2 separate regions of the Zea mays genome follow, and region 2 is linked to region 1. A link is a contact called in public Hi-C data. All regions are on one chromosome and are shown on one strand. The core of a region is the stretch at or near the end of the contact, and the rest is flanking DNA. Distances in the headings are between cores, read along the strand shown.

Region 1 (2,700 bases), core at 167-2,666:
ATGTGGATTGAGTGGGATTGGATGGATTTGAATTCCAAACAAGTTAAACTTTTTCTCAATTTTTTTCAATTTTATTCAATCCATGTGTATTGGGAATAACCGAACAAGTCCTTAGCTGGCTGTATCCAACCCAGGCTCTGGGTCAAACTCATGGAATCCATTTCTTGCTTCTCCTGTTAAGCATTCCTGTACTGTAGCTGTAGACCTTATCTTCTTTTCCCCAGATCTACTACTGTACGCCGTTCGCCTGTTCCGCTATCTGACACTGTTGCAGGCGGCTGTGCAAGGTTCTCTCGGTGCTTTCAGAGCAGCAGCCTCCTTGCCCGCAGTTCTACCTGTACAGCTCGGCCGACCGAGTCATCCCGGCGGAGTGCGTGGAGCGCTTCGTGGAGTCGCAGAGGTCCCTCGGGCGCAGCGTGTTCGCCCACGACTTCGTCTCGTCGCCGCACGTGGACCACTACCGGAGCTTCCCCCACGTGTACTCCGCCAAGATCGACGAGTTCCTCAAGGTCTGCTCCACGGTCGAGGTGTCATGACCAACAGGCAGGGCCGTCGAATCTATCTGTGTTTGGTCTGTTACTCTGTTCTGAGAATGGATAGGTGTTTCTTTGCCACTCAGAAAATCTGATGGTAGGCTCCCAAAGATGTTTGCCTGAGGTTATTGAGATACTGTATGCTTGCTTTGTTTGAGCCTGTTCGCTGGCTGGTTGCAGCGCTGTGAGGCAGCCATTGTACAGCGATTCCGCAGCCGTGGCAGCGCTGCTGCGCTGGGCTGAGCGGCCGAACACTCCCGGCTCGCAGCCATTGTACAGCGCTTTTGAGTATGGATGGGTGTGGTATGCCACTGTGGTGGAGCACGCTGCATCCATCCCGGCTCGCAGTGGAACGAACCGGTACCGGGGTGCGCGATTCCATGTCTCGCTGTTCTATTCTATACGAGAATCGTGTTCCATCTCTACTCCCTGCCACTGCTAGGTCTAGTGCGTCTGTGCGTGCATCGCCTTCTTGACCTCAAGCTGCATAGCACCACTAGGTAGCCGCTTAGCTAGGAGTGATAATGGATTGGATTTAAATGCTTCTTTGTAAAATAGTAGAACTCTAAATAATTTTTAATTTAAAAATAAATATAAATAGTTCTCGATTTTAATCTGATTTAATTTTATATCTTATATTGTAAAATTTAGAACACATTGTCACTATCTTATATTGTAAAATTTAGAACACATAGTCACTCTGGCCGGTAGCCCCGTCAAGGTCGAGGCTGGCGTGTAGTCGTGGCTCTGTTACCGAGGACAAGTAGGACGAGGCCCTTTGTAGGCTGAACCGGACCCACCTATCAGTGAACAGGCGGACAGGTCAGGACTCAGGAGTAGGAGGAGAGCAGCCTCAAAACCAGGCGCACGCACCCGCGAGGCCGCGACGCCACTGACCAACCAGCCAAAAACCCGGCCGCGCGCCTGTTTGTTCGGCCGGAGCGCGCCATGGCCATGGAGGAGGGGTCAGGAGCGGTGGAGAAAGGGCCGGCCGTGGGCACGGTGGCTGACGCCTCCGCCAGCGTCATCGGCGAAGGCGCCGTGAAGGAGGAGGCCGGGGGCAGACGGCAGCCACCGGCCGGCTACGCGGCCGTCGTGATCGGCGGCACCTTCGACCGCCTGCACCAGGGCCACCATCTCTTCCTGAAGGTACGGTACGGGCAACAAGGTCTCCACTCTTGGGCATAACAGTCCAATCGTCGTCGTCTCTTTCGCTGCCTGCGTGTGCGCGTTTGTGTGTGTTCGAAGCGTTGAAACTTCAGCTGATCCTTCGATTCCCCTCCTTTCTTTTCTTTCTTTCTTTTTGTGTGTGTGTGTTTGTTTATTCTGGTTTTTACTAATCTATTCCTAACAACGATGATTTTCCCGTTTCCTCGGTTCGTCCCCCTTTCTCTTCCGAAAACATATAAAGAATCCACGTTGTGGCAGGCGGCAGCGGAGCTGGCGAGGGAGAGGATCGTGGTCGGCGTCTGCGACGGCCCCATGCTCGCCAAGAAACAGGTCAGCTTTCGCGCCAACTGGCCGGATGCATCCGACAATACACTCTCGCTTCTAATCCAAACCCGATCGACGCAAGCACGCTTGCATAGAGCCCGATCACGCCATTGCTTATTCCACGCTAAAACAAACCCCGACCATCGCGTCCCTGCATGCCGCGCAGCGGATGCCACAGCAACGTCAGGCTTTTTAAAATCCCGGGACGTCAGACGTCTCAACCCACACACACGCCCCAGCTGCATGTTCCACATGTGATCCCCATCAACGCATGCTCGCTCGGCCGCTCCCTTTCAAATTGCAAGCCAAGCCGTCTCAAGTCTGTAGCCTCGATTTGGAACTTTGAACGGAGGTAGGTAGGATGGCTTGCGGTCTCAAACTATGCTACCATGTTTGGATGCACTAGAGTAGCTGTTAAAATTAATCAAAGACATCTAAACAGTCTAGCTAGTAGTTTAACTATTAGCTTTTCTTTAGCAAACTAGCTAATTCGACTAATAATTTTTTTATCAAAGAACTATTATCTCTGCATCTAAACACCGGTGTTCAAATGCACTACAGTTAACAGTTAGCTGCTAAAATTAGTTGAACGCAGCTAATAGTTTGGTTATTGGCTACTTTTAGCAGATTAGGTGGCTAATTCTTAGCATCCAAACAGCCCCCCTAATTATAG
Region 2 (2,706 bases), core at 26-2,525, 220 kb after region 1:
AGAGGGGCCCAGGTTCCATTCGGGGGAACGCGGAGGTCCCAGGTCGTACCCGGAGGCCCGGGTCATGTATGCTGGGGTCCGGCACTTTCTCACGAGGTCCGGATCCACTGACGATATCACGGTATATGTTACCTACTCTGGTCACTTGGCGGCTCCGGAGTCGCCCACGTGGTGGGATCGGACGCTGTTTACCGCACCTTCATACTATAGTAAGGGATACCCCTGTTCCAGGGTACCGACAGTTATATTGCTAGATGTGTTTGGAGAGGTGTGCAAATTTCATTTAACATTTCACCATCTTCAAGCATCCGACATATGTTTGGCATTTATCTACAGGGTTTAAATTCTAAACTTAAGAGTTTGATTTGGGTTGGAGCATGTGCCCTCTGTTGGGCTATATGGTTAAACTGTAATAACGACAATGCACGAGTTTACACTCCTCTATAGGTCGCCTTCACAGAAATACATTGGACAATGTTATGGACTCTGTTGCAGAAGGAGGAGGACATACCTCTAGTAAAGTACGGTTGCCGTGTGCTTGAAACGACAATGGTGTGAATATTTTCGAATAATGTCTAAACTTTTTGTCATAGGTTGAGTGTTTCATTTGTGAAACTTTTGTTGAGTGTGAGATTTTCGTCACTGTTTGTATGTTTGAACAGCAGCAGCCCATACAAAAGCTGGAATATTAATAATATTCCCTTTTCTGAAAAGGAGATCTATTTGCTCCTAAATTTCCTTTTATTCATGATTTTTCGTGGGCCATCCATCTGAACACCATGTCATGCAAAATTCCAGCCAGCGGCGGTCACTCACCACTCACCAGCCCCTTCTCTGGTTAGGAGCGTCGGCGTCGGCGTCGGCGTCAGACAACGCAGCACATAGCAGGGGCCGCCAAGCAGCTAGCCACTACTCGGCCGTCAGTCCGTTGTTCCCCACCGCTCAGTGCAGAATCAACGGCTCTAGCCTCGCCTGCTGCTCCCTGCCCCGCCGGGCGCCGGCCGCCGGCGCCCCTCCCAGTCCCGGGTAGTTGGCCTGGCCGCCCCGGCCTCGCTGTCCGCGCACCGGTCAACCCCGCGTCGTGCTCATGCTCGTGCCCGACGCCTGGGTTAGATTATTGCACTAGTATTAGGCTAGACTAGATGCCGCTGAAGCCGATGGCAAAACTCTCAATCACAGCGTTGTTGTTTAATGTGCTAATTGCCCCGTAGATCCATCTCGGCACGGCAGCTTAAGACCAGTCTTCTCCTGCCGCTTCCTTCCCTTCCCTTTCTTCTTCGGCTTGGCATCTCCACCCTTCCTTCCTTCCTCGCCTGGCGTTCCCACCCCCTGCCACCTCGCCCGCTCCCGGCTCCTCCCCCCTCGGCCGTCCTGCTCTGGTCGCGGCGGAGCCGCCAGATCTGGGCCACGGGTGCCAGCCCAGCCGGCGGGCGGCGGGACGGAGGGCTGCGGGATGAAGTCGTCGCTGAGGAGCCGGCAGGAGCCGCGGCGGGTCAGCAACGGCGTCATCATCGGCGCCATGCTGCTATCCCTCTGCGTCCTCAGCATCGTCAAGGCCAGATACTGCGCCACCCCCTTCGGTGCGTCGCGCGTGCGCGAGTTCGTCACCTCTCATCTGCGCCACCCCCTTCGGTGGTACGGACCGCGTGCGGACTGCCTTTGCTGACGCTGCTGTTTGTGCAGGCAAGGCCGAGGACCAGCTCCAGGAGCAGATGAACTCCAGCATCCGGATGGAGCCGGAGGAGTCGTCGCCGGCCAGGACGCCCGGAGGTCGGTTCAGCTCTGCTCTTCTCTGCTCTGCTCCCCGAATCAAATCGAGCTCCCTGAGTTTCTAATCCCTCGGAGATTCGGCCTCCCCACGGTCTGCGCTGATGATTTTTCTTCTCTTGCGGTTTCTCAGAGGAGGAGGAGGAGGACGACGGAGAGAATGGGGCGTCGGCCACCACCACCACGGCGCCCGCGGTGACGAAAACGCCGGCGGCCGTCGCGGCCGGCGGCAACAGGGGCAAGGGCAAGCCCACGTGCTACATGACGAGCAAGCGCTCGGAGCGGTGCGACGCGTCCGGTGACATCCGTGTGGACGGGAACCGCTCCACCATCTACGTCAGCGGGATAGACCGGGAGTGGAAGACCAAGCCGTACGCGCGCTACCACGACCCGGTCGCCATGGCCCACGTCCGCGAGTACACCCTCAAGCCGCTCCCGGAGGCGGCGCCGGCGCCGGCGTGCACCCGGAACCACTCCGTCCCGGGCTTCCTCTTCTCCAACGGCGGCTTCTCCGGCAACCTGTACCACGACTACACGGACGTGCTGGTGCCGCTGTTCATCAGCACGCACCAGTTCCGGGGCCGGGTGCAGTTCCTGCTGAGCGGGATGAAGCCGTGGTGGGTGGCCAAGTTCACGCCCTTCTTCCGGCAGCTGACCCGGTACGACGTCATCGACGTGGACAACGACCAGGAGGTGCACTGCTTCCCCCGGATCGTGGTCGGCGCCACCTTCCACAAGGACATGGGCGTGGACCCGCGGCGGTCGCCGGGCCACGTCTCCGTGGTGGACTTCAAGCGCGCGCTGCGCCGCGCCTTCGGCCTTCCGCGCGAGGCCGCCTCCCGCGGCGGCGCCACGGGGCGCGGCAAGCCCCGGCTGCTGATCATCTCGCGCCGCGGCTCCCGGCGGTTCCTGAACGAGCGGGAGATGGCGCGCGCCGCG

The links. Hi-C and Micro-C count contacts between places; a contact is called where the count stands out from the background.
Region 2: a Hi-C map of tassel shows a contact between it and region 1, with 5 times the contacts expected there. The contact joins the promoter of LOC100280677 here to the promoter of LOC103626591 in region 1. A contact is called at or near these places in 7 of 25 Hi-C or Micro-C datasets (bundle sheath, ear, endosperm and 2 more).

Annotation. Positions count from the first base shown.
Region 1 is chr5:78,302,732-78,305,431 of Zm-B73-REFERENCE-NAM-5.0, forward strand. It overlaps LOC103626591 (phosphopantetheine adenylyltransferase-like), which reads left to right and starts at 1,417. Exons shown (of 6, transcript NM_001329681.1): 1 at 1,417-1,682; 2 at 1,962-2,033. The coding sequence starts at 1,482. LOC100191344 reads left to right here. Exons shown (of 4, transcript NM_001136778.1): 4 at 275-720. The coding sequence ends at 536.
Region 2 is chr5:78,518,307-78,521,012 of Zm-B73-REFERENCE-NAM-5.0, forward strand. LOC100280677 (glycosyltransferase) reads left to right here and starts at 1,276. Exons shown (of 3, transcript NM_001153596.1): 1 at 1,276-1,580; 2 at 1,684-1,770; 3 at 1,901-2,706. The coding sequence starts at 1,454.